2 separate regions of the Eptesicus fuscus genome follow, and region 2 is linked to region 1. Evidence: chromatin contacts called from public Hi-C data. All regions are on one chromosome and are shown on one strand. Each heading gives the region's core, a stretch centred on a gene start, on an enhancer-like site or on the middle of the called end of the contact. The rest is flanking DNA. Distances are from core to core; before and after follow the strand shown. Region 1 holds the start of CLK3 (CDC like kinase 3). Region 2 holds the start of UBL7 (ubiquitin like 7).

Region 1 (7,131 bases), core at 3,228-5,727:
CTGACAATTACCTGAAAGAGAAGTTGGGGTGCTTCACTGGGCTGGAAAAAGTTTAGCTAAATCAGAAAGTGGGTCTAATTAAGCAAGTTTATTCTCTATATATAAAAGGCCAAGTTGACTTGCGCATGCACGATACATATAAAGCTCTCACTGGTGCCAATTGCATGCGTGTGTTTCAATCTGTCATTGTCAATCGTGAATTTGGTTGATACTTCTATTATAAAGAGCAAATAGCAATATTAAAATATTTCTTCTAATTAATTTCCTTTCAATGTGCACAAATCCGTGCACTGGGCCACTAGTAGTTATTATAATAGTATTGACTATATTCCATATGCTGTGCTTTACAGCCCTGTGACCATTTATATAAATGGCAATTTGTACGTCTTAATCCCTTTTTTTTCACTCAGCCTCCCAACTCCCTCCTTGAACCCAGTCTCAACCACTAATTTGGGGACAGTGAAGACCATAGAATCCTGGGAATGATGAGGAAGACAGACTGAGGTAGAGACTCAAAAAGTGTCAGGGTGGAAGGAGCTGGAGGTTGGGGATGGGACTGGAGGTGGAGCATGTTGGAGGCCCTGGGAGCCCCTCCCACCAGTCCAATGAAGCAGCATCCAGATCCTATCCAGCTGCTGTCCCATCTCTCTGAGAACCTCTGCCCATCAGCCACTCTCCACAGGACCCCTGCCCATGACCCAGAGTCGAGTTCTAGGTCACTCTCCCTGGACAGGCCCAGGGCCTGTAAGTACCCACTTGCTCACAGGTGAGCCCTGGAAGGGCCTCCCCAGGGCTAGGGAGAGGGGAGAAATCACCTGGGAGTCCCTCAGGGACAACAGGCTGGAAGGCCCTAGAGCTGGGGACTGTTGGCATTGGTTCGGCGTGTTGTTTGTATAGGACTCACTTGGTGCCACTTGCTTCCAGGCGTCTGAATGGTCAGAGGGCCCAGCCCAAGGTCACTGTGTGCCCTGCCTTCTCGCTGACATTGCCCACCGGAGGCCCCCAACTTGACCAGCATGCACACCCCATAAAAAGTCCATCCAGACCCCAAGAAGACAATCTACAATCCTCAAGGGTCTGGGTTGAGAGACACAAAAACTGAGATTTTGTTTCTTACAAATACGTAGTTGCAGGCTTTCTTGAGGAGCTAACAGCCTTCTCAGAGACCCTAGTTTGAGATAAATTGATTTAGACCAATTCCACCTTTTGTAAGGCTCAAGGCCAGCAAGGTACTGCTGCTGAGACACTCCCCGCCCCCCTGCTTTCCAGCCAGATCAAGAGATTTGCTCCAGTAGGGGTTCCTGCAGCAGAGCAGGATTCCATCCTGGGTCCTTACAAACTCTACATTCCTGTGACTGCAAGCCATCTCCTTGATGTTTCTCTGTTCTGGGTGTCAGATGTGCACCTTGGTGTGTGTGTCCATATGTCTGTCTGCCTGTGCACGTATATATTTGCCCAGGAGACTAGGAGAGGTTATTGGCCAGGAGTGGCAGTCACTAAGCTGGAGTTAAGTCAGGTGGACAGGGCCTGGGGCACTTAAGCCCTTGCTCTGGCCCCTGCCCTACATTTTACAGTACCCCCTCACCCACTCTACTGACATCCCCACCTCCATGTCTCTCCTCTCTGGGCCTTGGTAAAGCTTTGTTCCTTCACTCCTGGAAAATGCTCCTGTTCATCTTTCATTAAGGTTCAGAGGCCCAGAAACCCTGAATGTGGGGAGGACCGTCCTATCTGCGGCCCCCTGTGCCTTTCCTCACTAGACACATTAGTGTAATTGCCAGCTTGATGACTGTGTGGCCCCAAACCACAAGCTCTGGGATAGGGCGTATTCTGGCCTGAATTCTGTTCTCCCCTGCACAGAAGGGGGCCAGGCATGGAGATGCTCAGTGAATAAATGAATGGATGATGGAACATAATGAGAAAGGGGCAGAAGGGGAGGAAATGTAGGATAAAGCATCGTAAGGAGGGAGACTAACTGGCTTGCAGTAGGAAAGACAGGCCAGTGGGGAAGAGCATGGGGCGGGAGGGGTTGAGGGGAGAGAGAGGAAGGGGGAGCGTACACCTGGGGAAGCCAGGCCTCACTTGTTTCTGAAGTCTCTGCAGTTCCTCCTCTTTAAATTTCAATGCAACTACCACCTCCCCCATCAGCTTTCCAAATTCAGCCACCTCCTGAAACTCTTCACTAGGGGCACTGTGCCTCCTGGACCTGAAGTGTGCCAGCAGAAATGGAGCAGTCTGCACACAGTGTGGCCCTACACTGCCTTACCCCATTTTCAATGATTTCCTTCCAAGTCGCATGGAGGTCACACTGTGTCTCGTTGGTTGGAATGGGGACTGGGGCAGAGATGCCTCTTTCACAGCTCCCTGTACACATACAACTCTCTGCCCTGGGCACTTCCACTCCTCAGCATCCTGACAGGAGCCTGGTAGATAAGGTTATTCAAGTCCCCCCAGACTGGCCCTGGGCCAGCAGGAGGGGCTCAGCCATATGTAGTGGAGACCCGGCTTCTGCAAGCTGAAAGATTTCTCACATGCTCCCATAAAAAGCCAGACTGTAACAAATAGGAGTGCCAATACTTGGGGAAAGGGGTCTGGCTTTGGGCATGTTTCAGGGTTTGGTGACAGAGGCTGGCTTACCACATGTCCACAGGGCCACCTCACCCAATGTGAAAGCAGGGCTCCCACCCAGACTACAATGTGAATGCGCTATGTGGAGGCCCTGCTCTAATCTGTCCCTCTTGGCTATTCTCTTTACTATGGTGTTCTACCCAACTTTGGAATCCCCCAAAGGGCAGTGCCCAGGCTCCCCTGCATCTCTGCCCCTGGCACAGGTGGGCACAGCCTGGCTCAGTTGGTGCCCTGGGTTTCCTAGGGGGCTGACCCTGCCAGCTGCTTGACCCACTCCGGGTGAGCTCCAGCAGCCACTCCTGCAGTAAGGTTGTGTAGTGAGCCTGGGCAGGGGTCTCAGCTGGCCCCATGGAGACCCCCTTTCCATCCCAGCTCTGCACCTGGCCCTGCAGGCCTGGCACTAGCGTCAATCCAGGATACCAGGTCTCTTCTGAGGCTTTCTTTTAGGAATGAAAAGTCCTAAGTGGTAGAATCTCAGGCGTAACAGCAGCTGGACTGCAGGCTTTGGCGAGGGAGATGGCTCCTATTCTGCTTAAGAAAAAGAGCTGTTTTGTTACTAGGAGTCAAGGACTTCTGGGTTCTCGATGGTGGATGGTGGGAGAGCTGGTAGGAAGGCGGGCCCGACTTACCCCTTAGAACCTAGCACCCAGGACAGGAGCCCCTGCTCTCAGCTACCTACCCGGCCCTGGCTTCCAGGAGCCATGGAAACCGCGGCAACACTCAGCGGTGGGAGGAGGGGACACCAGTCCCCCCAACCTCGTCTCAATGGTAGAAATAATGAAACTCGGGTGGCAAGGACGAGACCGCAGGCCAAGCTCAGGGGTGGGATCTAGGGGCGGGGACACTCGGGCTGGTCGTCTCTGACACTTGAAAAGGCCCCAGAACCTCTATATTGGGGCGGGGGGTGCATTTGGTTGGCAGGGGACTAGGAACCGATCTTGAGGATGCCTCAACGCATCCCGTTTGTGCTGCGCTTCGGCTGAAGGCGGCGGAGCTGGCTGAGAGCTGGGCACGCCGTCAGGGCCGTGTAAGGGGGGCCAGAGACCTAGGCCTCGAGGGACCTCCGCAGCTCGGGAGGGGATGGCCCCCTCGGACGGCGCCCGCGGGGGCCGGGGAACCCTCGGCGCCGGGCCTGGCGTGGGAGCGATCGGGAGACCCTCCGGTCCGCTCGGCGGGTCCGCGCTGCGGGGGCGGGGGGAGTGCGCGCTCACCAGCCGCGGTCTCCCGAGGGCCCGACCTAGGGTTCTACTCGGGGAAACGGGGCCTCGTGACCCCGCCCCGACCCAGCGCGGGGCGGGGGGTGCGAGGGTTTGGCTGCTCCGGGGTCGTCGAGTGACTCGGAGGGGAAATGGCCAGGGAGCCTGACCGCGGGGTGCGGGGTCCGGGCCTGAGAAACAAGGCCCGAACCTGATGCGTCGCTCCCGGGCCTCCCTCGCCGGCGGTCCCGCACACGGCTCGGCGGGCCCGCGGCCCGGGGCGTGCTGCCTCCGCCCCACCGCCCAGAGAAGGCGGCCTCGTTTCTTCCTTCATTAAGCGCGAGTCACGACGGCCTTCCCGCCCTCGGGGGTCGCCGGGTCTCCGCAGGCGACGGCGTAACAATGCCCCCCTGCGCGCCAGGTGGGCGGGCGCCGTCGGGGCCGGGCGGCCGAGCCGGCTGAGCCCTGGGGCCGAGGCGCGGCTCCGTCTTTGGGCTCCGGGCGCCCGCTGGCCCGGAAGCCTACGTGCGTCGCGACACGGCCGGGGGCGGGCCGGGGGCGCCCCGAGGCTTTCCCGGAACCAGAATCCACCGACTCGGCGCGGACCGGGGCGGGGCGGGCGGGTCCTCCAGAGCCTTCGAGTCGGGAGCTAGAGCAGCCGGGCCGGCGGCAGCTGCGTCACGCGAGGGGCGGGGCCGCCGCGGGCGGAGGCTGCGGCCGGAAGCGGAAGAGGTGCTGGGAGCGGGAAGTGGGGCCTAGTCGCCGCCGGAGCCCAGGAGACGGTAAGTGTGGTCCCTGACCCATCGCGGCCCGATGGGCTCGCCGGATGCGGGTCCCTGGGTTCCCGAGCTGGTGTCGGCCTGCTCCGTCTTCAACTTGGCCACCGCGGGCCCGGGTCCCGACGCCCCGGGTCCCCGACCTCTCACCCCTGACCCGCCGCTCTTCCCCCGGGGGGCGGTCACCGGAGACCCCGACCTCTCGAGTCCGCGGTGTCGGCGTCCGAGCCCGAGCGGCCCTGAGGCCGCTGAAGGGATTCCGGTCGGGCCCTGCAGCTGTCTGCGGAATGGGGTCGGGTGCTGCCTAGACCCACCCGGAGGGGCCCTCAGGTCCCGCCCCTGCCCCGGCTCCAGGCTCGTCCGCACTCGCCTCCCCGCGCGGCCTGGAGTTTGATCCCGACCCAGGCTGGCGTTCCTCCGCCCGCCCCGCCCGGTCTTTGCCTCGCCGCCGTGGGCGGCGGTTACGGGGGACGAGGCTTGGAGATCTCCGGGACCCGGCGCGGCAGGAAGGGCCGCGAGCGAGGGCCACAGGCTCCGCGTGTTTCATTGTGTTGATGGAGCCGCGCCAGCCCGGGGGAGGGGCTCGGCCCAGCTGACAGTGCCCGTGCCCGGGCCGCCCCGGCCGGAGCTCTGGAGTTCCGGGTGCGGGTGCTCGGTGTGGAGCCGGGTGGGAATTGCCTGAGCCAGGCCCCTGACGTGGTGGAGCTGGCGGCCCTCCAGCTTCCCCGTCCATGCCCTTGAAAAGGAGTGTTCACTCGGTGGTGGCGGCTTGCAAGGTGGCAGGTTTGAAATTGCAGCGGTGGAGCAGCGTCAGCCAAAAATAACCACGGGGCCCTGCGGTGGCCGGGATCCGGAGGGCAGCCGCTGGCCTGGCCGGCTGCTCCCGTCAGCCCAGTTCTGGCCAGGAAGAGCAAATGAGGAGCCTACTGGGTCTGCGCAGAGAAGCTGGCACGCTCTGCCTGGCTTCCTTCACCGTGTAGAGCAGAGCCTTACTGAGTATGATTGTGGCCCTTGGCTTCCTTAAATAACCTGTTTGCTGGCGTTTCAGGGAGTGATAATTGAAGAGAAATGGCCCTGGAGCCCTGGCTGGGAATAGAATGAGGGGCACTAGATAGACCCAGTACTTACCTGCCAGAACGTACTGAAGGAGAGGTTATTTCCCCTGTGATTGCCTGTGTGAAGTACTTTATAGCTTGTCATCGCTTTTGCCAAGTTGGCTGGGAGATGTTATCTGTATTTTCCAGGCATAGTAAATGGTAACCAAGAGCTAGGGTGGCTTGGTCAGGAGGCCAGCACTGTAGGGTTTTCTACCCAGAGCTCCCCGCCCCCCATGGTCCCTTGGAAGATACTTTAAAAATGCCCTTAAGGCATTTAACACAGACTTAGGTGTTACCTGGAATCTTTTTAAAAAAATATTTTTATTTCAGAGAGGAAGGAAGAAGGAGGGGGGGGGGAGAGAGAAACATCAATGATGAGGATCATTGATCGGCTGCCTCCTGCACACACACACACACACACACACACACACACACACCCCCCGGGGGATTCAGCCCGCAACCCAGGCATGTGCCCTGACTGGGAATTGAACTCTGACCTGGTAGGTTGAAGCTCAACCACTGAACCATGTCAGCTGGGTTACCTGGAACCTTTTTAACTTAATGAAGAACTGCTTTCAGTACCTCTTGTGGGCACAGACTTGGGTTAGGCATTTGACCTAAAAAGATAGGCATCTTAGTAAAGGGATGACATACTGTAATCCTCACAGAACCCTGGAAGGGATTACCCTAGCTCCGTGGTCGGCAAACTGCGGCTCTTTGGCCCCTTGAGTGTGGCTCTTCCACAGAATACCATGGCCTGGGTGAGTCTGTTTTGAAGAAGTGGCGTTAGAAAAAGTTTAAGCTTAAAAAATTTGGCTCTCAAAAGAAATTTCAATCGTTGTGCTGTTGATATTTGGCTCTGTTGACTAATGAGTTTGCCGACCACTGGCCTAGCTGTGAGAGGAAGCGGAAGGCCAGTAGCTTACTAACTTGCCTTAAAGGCACACATCTAAAAGTGGCATTGCCAAGGTTCACACTGACATCTGTCTGACACTGAAGCTGTGCTCTCTCCTCTAACGTGAGCATGTGTTGGCCTGGTGTGGACTAGACCGTGCCCTTCAGCTCTGGTGCTTTGTCTGCCCGTGAGGATGGGCAGGGCATCTTCCTTGCCATGGAGGAGCATCTGTGTCACTTGGGGACATGTGAGGTGCCTTCCACCTTCATTTCATAGCTTGGGCACCTGACCCAGGGTAATTGCAGGAAAACAGTGAAACATTAGTCAGCTGATCATCAAAACAGAACAACATTCTAAGTACTTGAGGAGCTGTGGGTAATTTTACAAAGTATTTACCTCCGAGGATTGCTGGGACCTGGACTTCCAGGTAGACAGGGGAAGAAACCTGCTCATGGGTGACTGAGGGCAGAGACTTTCTTAGGATCACAGAGAAGCTCCCAGGAGTTTTGTCAGATTTGCCTCACTGCTCTGCATTCCAT
Region 2 (7,131 bases), core at 2,770-5,269, 190 kb before region 1:
TTAATAACAATTGTTAGCAAATACAAACTCATAAAATACACTATCTATGTACAAGAAAGCTCTAGGGCTTAACATTGTGGAGACTGCTCAACGTAAATACTAGTAAATGGGAAAATGCAACAACAAAAAAGGATAAACCCAGTATTTTGCTTTTTAGATGTTTTTTATTAATTTCAGAGAGGAAAGGAGAGGGAGAGAGAGAGAAACATCAATGAGCAGGAACCATGGATTGCCTGCCTCCTGCATGCCCCCTATTGGGGATTGAGCCTGGCTGCAACCCAAGCCTGTGCCCTGACCGGGAAGCGAACTGTGACCTCTTGGTTCATGGATCAACCCTCAACCACTGATCGACACTGGCTGGGCTGAATCCAGTGTTTTTATGACTAAAAACACACTTTTTGCCCATTGGATCCCTTAGCTATTATAAATTTTTACTAGAAGCCCGGTGCACGAAATTCGTGCACGGTGGGGGGTTGTCCCTCAGCCCAGCCTGTACCCTCTCCAATCTGAGACTCCTGGAGGGATGTCCGACTGCCCTGTCCTGGTGGGATCAGGCCTAAACGGGCAGTCGGACATCCCTCTCACAATCCTGGACTGCTGGCTCCCAACTGCTTGCCTGCCTGCCTTCCTGATTGCCCCTAACCGCTTCTGCCTGCCAGCCTGATCAGCCCCTAACCACTCCGCTGCCAGCCTGGTTGATGCTTAACTGCTCCCCTGCCAGCCTGTTTGCCCCCAACTTCCCTCCTCTGCCGGCCTGGTCACCCCTAACTGCCCTCCCCTGCAGGGTTGATCACCTCCAACTGCCCTCCCTTGCAAGCCTGGTCCCTCTCAACTGCCCTCCCTTGCAGGCCTGGTCCCTCACAACTGCCCTCCCTTGCAGGCCAGGTGCCTCCCAACTGCCCTCTCCTGCTGGCCATCTTGTGGTGGCCATCTTGTGTCCACATGGGGGCAGGATCTTTGACCACATGGGGGCAGCTATATTGTGTGTTGCAGTGATGGTCAATCTGTATATTACTCTTTTATTAGATAGGATAGAGGCCTGGTACAGGGGTGGGGGCCAGCTGGTTTGCCCTGAAGGGTGTCCCGGATCAGGGTGGGGTTCCCTTGGGGCGTGGGGCGGCCTGAGCGAGGGGCCTGTGGTGGTTTGCAGGCCGGCCACGCCCCCTGGCAACCCAAGGGGAGGCCCTGGTATCTGGAATTTATTTTCCTTCTACAATTGAAACTTTGTAGCCTGGAGCGGAGCCAAGCCTGCTGCTCCCTCCGGGTTGGCAGCCATTTCTGTGGCAGTTAATTCATCTTCTACAATTGAAACTTTGTAGCCTTAAGCGGGTGAGCCCGGCCAGGGTGTGCGGAAAGCTTTGCTTCCCCTGTTGCCGCTGCAACCCTGGCCTGCTCTCTCAAGCTCCATTCTGCCGCCATTTGTTTGAATTTGTTTACCTTCTATAATTGAAACTTTGTAGCTTGAGTGGAGGCTTAGGCCTGGCAACGGCTATGGAAAGCTTGGCTTACTCTGTTACCTGGGAAACCTTGCTCTCTGTGGCTGTAGCCATCTTGGATTGGGGTTAATTTGCATACTCGCCCTGATTGGCTGGTGGGCATGGCTTGGCTGGTGGGCGTGGCTTATGTAGCGGAGTGATGGTTAATTTCCATATTACCATTTTATTAGAGAGGATATTTAGTTGTTATATTTAATTCCTTCTTCCTCCACCTAGAATGGCCTTGCCATCTTCCTTTCCTTTTTCACTGCTTTCCCTCTAACTAACCAACCAAACAAAAATCTTTTTCATAATTCCTTAGGACCAAACTCAAAATGTCATATGCTAAAGGGCTTTCCCTGACCATCTTCTCCTTCCCTATCCCACCCCAAATTCTTGCTCTTTCAGAGAAAGAATTCAACATCATGGTTAAAAACTTTGTGATAAAGTAGTTCAGTATAATAACACAACTAAAATGGCAACCAATAGTTTTACTTATTTTTAAATCCTTACCCGAGTACTTTTCCCATTGATTTTTAGACAGAGTAGAAGGGAAGCAGGAGGGTGAGAGAGAAAGAGAGAAACATCCACATGAGAGAGTCAAATCAATTGGTTGCCTCCCACCTTGCCCCAACCAGGGCTGGGGGTTGAACCTGCAACTGAGGCACGTGCCTTTGACCAGGAATCAAACCTGTGACCCTTTAGTCCCCAGGCCAACATTCTAACCACTGAGCAAAACTGGCCAGGGCTAGTTTTATTATTTGATTTGTGCTTCTTTTCACCCAAAACTCACTTCTCTGAAGTATTAACATCATGAGGCAACAAATCCCAAATTCTTAATTTATCCTTGTAATTCCAGAAGTATCCTCCCCAAAAAAGAGATCAAAGCAGCAGCCCATCCCTAGTTCACTGAGACTCACCAATCAGCTCAGGGTCTGGAACGGACTCCTGGAGCTTGCCAGCAATAAGCTGCTTCAGAAATGAAATACTATAGCCCCCCAGTGAGTATTCTCCCAGCTCTGTCTCTGGCAACCGAAGAATAGACTTTGGGGCAAGTGGTTGGTCAGCCAGTTTCACCGCCAGGTGCCAATCTGAGAGAGACATCCTCTCTCTTTCACGCTCTCTCTTTCTCCCTGTAAAGAAAAGGAGCCCTTAGTGGTTAAAGGACAGATCACCACCCTACTCCACCCACACCCCACCTAAAGGCTGAATGAGAGATAATTCAGTGACACTGCTGGAAAAGCACAGGATGCAGCATCAAACCAGAACTAGAATCTGGGGTCCCGCTCTTTACTCCTTCTATGATGGACAGCAAGGAACTTCAGCTCTCTAGTCCTCAGTTTCTCCATCTTTAAAGTAGAATAAAAACACCAGCCCACCTAATAGGAATATTGTGAGGTTCAAATGAGATCATCCAACCCTCTCCCTTATGTGCACTCCTCATTTTTGATTTTCATCACATCTCTTGCTTGAACTATTACAAGAGCTTTATAACAAGTTCTCTGACTCTTGCCTCTTGCTAGCAAACATCCATGCTGCCACCCAACACATTTAAAAACACAGATCTGATCAAGTTACTCCTCTGCTTAGAAATCCTCCAATGACTCTAAATCACCTTTATGAATAAGTCTAAACTCCACAGCCTGGCTTACAATACAAAAACATTCATATCTATTCCCTCTGCCCGCCTTCCTGCCACAGAACCTTGTCCGACTCCCACTAAGTCTCCATTCAAACAAAACTCCCCACTTTACACTCCCACTCATCTGTTAACTCTGCTTGTAATTCCTATTCTCTTTGTCCTCTTAGCAAAACAGCAAACTCCTACCAAGACCAACACAAATACCACCTCTTCTATCCTCGCTCCCTTTCCTCTGCTGTCCCCACATTCTTTCAGGGCAGAGTTATAAATATCTATTTACTTTCCAATCTCACACCACCCCAACTCATTCTTGGAGGCCCTTGAAAGCAAAGATTCGATTTTTTCTGCCATTACTGTCCCAGTGCCTGGCACATACAGGTACTAAAAAAGGTATCAGAAATTCTGAGGGTGGAATAACCTTGTAGGGCAAGAAGAGCCCTTGTTGTAATCACTATTGCTTCAAAAGGCTCCAGTAGGGACGAGGAAAGAAAAGGTTGTGCGGTTGGCAGGCTGCTCAACAGGCCCGAAGCCATCCTCAAGGTACCTCCCATCTCCAGAGCCCTGACAGGGGAGGGGATGGGTTTTTCACACACCCTAGAAGCTCATTTAACCCTCACAATCGCTCCCCGAGGCAGGCATTCTCGTCCACCTATTACAGACCAGGCAACCAAGACCCCGAAATTCACTGGCACAAGGTCACAGCGGCTGGCAGCGGGGAAGACACTCTCTGGCCACGACCCCACCGCCCCCATGGGACCAGCTAACTTGCCAACACAAGCCGGGCCCGCGCGGCCCGCGGCCCAGCGCCCTCACCCGTCCCGCGGAAAGAACCCGGCCGCACCGCCGCCGGTGTAAACACTCGCTCCGGTTCTCTCGCCGGAAGCCGGAAGCTCCGCGCTGCATGCTGGGAGTTGCAGTTTCCTCTGATACCCGCCCCTTATTACTAGACCCACAAGTGGTGCTGGTGGCAAACGTCCGGTTCCGGGAGGGCGTGGCTTCTGGGTGACGGGAAGTCCTCCGCGCCAGGGTTTCTGGGTGGTTTCGCCGCTGCTTCCTCTTCCCGGTCGCTGTTCCCGGGCGGCGAGCACAGCCGGCGGCCCGGGGCGGCCGGGGAGCGTGCGGAGTCGGGCGGTCGCGCCGGGCGGTTACAGCGCTGCCGAAGGGGACGCGGGCTCGGGGCCCTAGCCCGGACGGCGGACCCCGACCCCTCCGCCCCTGCCCTCGGCCCAGGAGGACCTTTCCCTAGCGGCTTCTCCAGAACCCACAACGGTTCTTTGCGATCCTCGCATTGAAGTCGGGGCCCTCGGAGAAGTCAGAGTCTTGTGTTCCTTGCCACAACTCCTCGCGGCAAACCTACCCATCCCGGCCGGCCGGGAAGGTGGGTTCCTAAAGGGAGCTGCCAAGTCGGGTTTCAGGTCCGCCCAGCGGGCCGTGCTGGGCTTATGCAATGGTCATTCACAGAACCATTGGGGAGAGGAATTTCCACAGAACCCGCACGGATGAACTACATTTTAGCTCCCCAGTTAGAATTGGATTATGTTTGCACAGAAGATAGGATTAGATAAAATGCTGAAGAGGAGGGCTACTTCTAATTGAACTCTAATCAAGTAAAGAAAAAAGGTGAACATAAGAAAATAATGAGGTAGGTCATAGCAGCTAAAGGCTGATTCTCTTCGGCTACGACCCCACCGCTCTCATGGGACCAGCTCTCTTGTCAACAGAAGCCGGCCCACGCGGCCCGGGGCCCAGTGCCCGCATGTGAAAGTACAATTTTGGGACATCCCAGTGTAGAGCCTGGGACTAGGGCAGCCACTGAGCAGGCTAGTGGAGATTTTTGCAATGTCTGTCTCCATCTTCAGACTCAAGTCCAGGTTCCTCGTGGCTGTCCTCAAAGTACCCCCTTCCCTATCCTACTCACCTTTAGATATATTTTCCCTTTCAGAAATCCTAACTACCTGGCCTGCCTTCCTCTCCTATCTACTAAGGCACTTGCACCTGAGCCCCGTAATTTGGGTGTTAAATTTTGTTCGGTGTTGTGCCTTAACTACCTGCAGAAGAAAGCAGGGACCCTGCTTCATTTTGTCTTCCTCGAAGTGGATCTGAGATACTAGGTGCTCATTAATGTCTTGTTTTTATTGATTTCATTATAATCTCCATAGGGGAATGGACAATGACTATCTTGTACTCCACTTTATCTTCAGTAGTTGACCTTGGCCTAGCACATAGTAGGTGAGCAATAAATACATGTTGAATGAATAATTCAGACTGAAACTGTCTACCAAATGTGGCTGTCTTGCTAGAGCTTTTTGCTTCCAGGAGAGGAGGTAAACCTAAATTCTGAATCATTACAATGTTCAGAAACATTGTAATGATAAATGACTAAATGAATAAAGGGATAACCCTATGCCAAATAGGTTCTTTGAGAGCCAATTTACCCAATAGGACTTGAGCTAAGAATCAAAGGACAGATTCTAGAGAAAATTAGAAACCTGGACACCAAACAAAGATGGATGACCAGAGAAGAGGTAAGAAGAAAAGTGTCCGGACCCTGTCCTTCAGCCAGTCCACATTTGGAGACTGATACATTAACCATCTGTGAGACAGTGGTGGACAACTATTCATTAAACCCTCAGGCCAATCAGTAACTAATGGAAAACAAATTATAAGAATGCACATTTGCAGTTTTATTTCCTTTCTTCTGCTGACTTTGGGTTGCTTTTGTTCTTTTTCTAGTACTTTAAGATGTAATGTTAGGTTGTTTACTTGTGATTTCTCTTGCTTCTTGAGATAGGCTTGTAATGATATAAACTTCCCTCTTATTACTGCGTTTGCTGCATCCCAGAAGTTTTGATATGTCATATTGTCATTCTCATTTATTTCTCTATATCTTTTGATCTCACCTTTTATTCTTTGATGCAGTCATTTTTTAGTAGTATGTTGTTTAACTCCACATATTTGTGAGTTTCTTTACTTCCTTTTTGCAGTTGATTTATAATTTCTAGGCATCCTGGTGAGAGAATATGCTTGGTATAAGCTTAAGCTTCTTGAATTTTTTGAGGCTAGTTTTGTGATCTAATGTATAGTCCAGTGATGGCGAACCTATGACACGCGTGTCAGCACTGACATGCGTAGCCATTTCTTTTTTTTTTTAATATATTTTATTGGTTTTTAACAGAGAGGAAGAGAGAGGGATAGAGAGCTAGAAACATCGATGAGAGAGAAACATCGACCAGCTGCCTCCTGCACACTCCCCACTGGGCATGTGCCCGCAACCAAGGTAAATGCCCTTGACCGGAATCGAACCCGGGACCCCTGAGTCCGCAGGCCGACACTCTATCCACTGAGCCAAACCGGTTTCGGCCGCGTAGCCATTTCTGATGACACGCGGCCGCTGAGGCAGCCGCATGCTGAGGATGAAACATTTGCTGCTCCTGAGGATGAAACATGTGCGAAATAATGTTTTTTCCTCGAAGTGACACACTACCCAGAGTTATGCTCAGTTTTTTTGTTGAAGTTTGACACACCGAGCTCAAAAGGTTGCCCATCACTGGTATAGTCTATCCTTGAGTATGTTTCATGTGCACTGGAGAAGAATGTATAACCTGATGTACTGGAATGAAAGGCTCTATAAATGTCAATTATGCCCATTTGGTCTAGTGTGTCATTTAAGGCCAATATTCCTTTATTGATTTTCTGTTTGGATGACGTATCTACAGCTGTCAATGGAATATTAAGGTCCCCAACTGCTGGGGGCTAATTCCAGCAGGTCTTAAATGCAAGAAGTTCATCAAAAGGTTGGTGAACCTTGAGGCTTCAGCAGGGCTGAATCATATTACCTGCTGCTGGAATAGCTGAAAGCATTTCTCCAAACCTGAAGATACATCTGATTGCCTGCTGCCAAACAGCTGAGGGCAGTTCTCCCAACCTGATAATTCTAGTGTTTACCAAAACTTTACCATTGATATGTATATCTGCTTTGCTTTAGGGAAATTTGTGTGAATAAAAAGCCAGGGG

The links. A called contact is a pair of places that touch in the nucleus more often than the background predicts.
Region 2: a contact with region 1 is called in a Hi-C map of liver, with 4 times the contacts expected there. The contact joins the promoter of UBL7 here to the promoter of CLK3 in region 1. A contact is called at or near these places in 2 of 2 Hi-C or Micro-C datasets (liver and muscle).

The regions. Positions count from the first base shown.
Region 1 is chr5:107,123,208-107,130,338 of DD_ASM_mEF_20220401, reverse strand. CLK3 (CDC like kinase 3) reads left to right here and starts at 4,477. Exons shown (of 13, transcript XM_008157065.3): 1 at 4,477-4,606.
Region 2 is chr5:107,308,324-107,315,454 of DD_ASM_mEF_20220401, reverse strand. UBL7 (ubiquitin like 7) reads right to left here and starts at 4,019. Exons shown (of 11, transcript XM_008157068.3): 1 at 3,931-4,019; 2 at 2,396-2,608. The coding sequence starts at 2,579.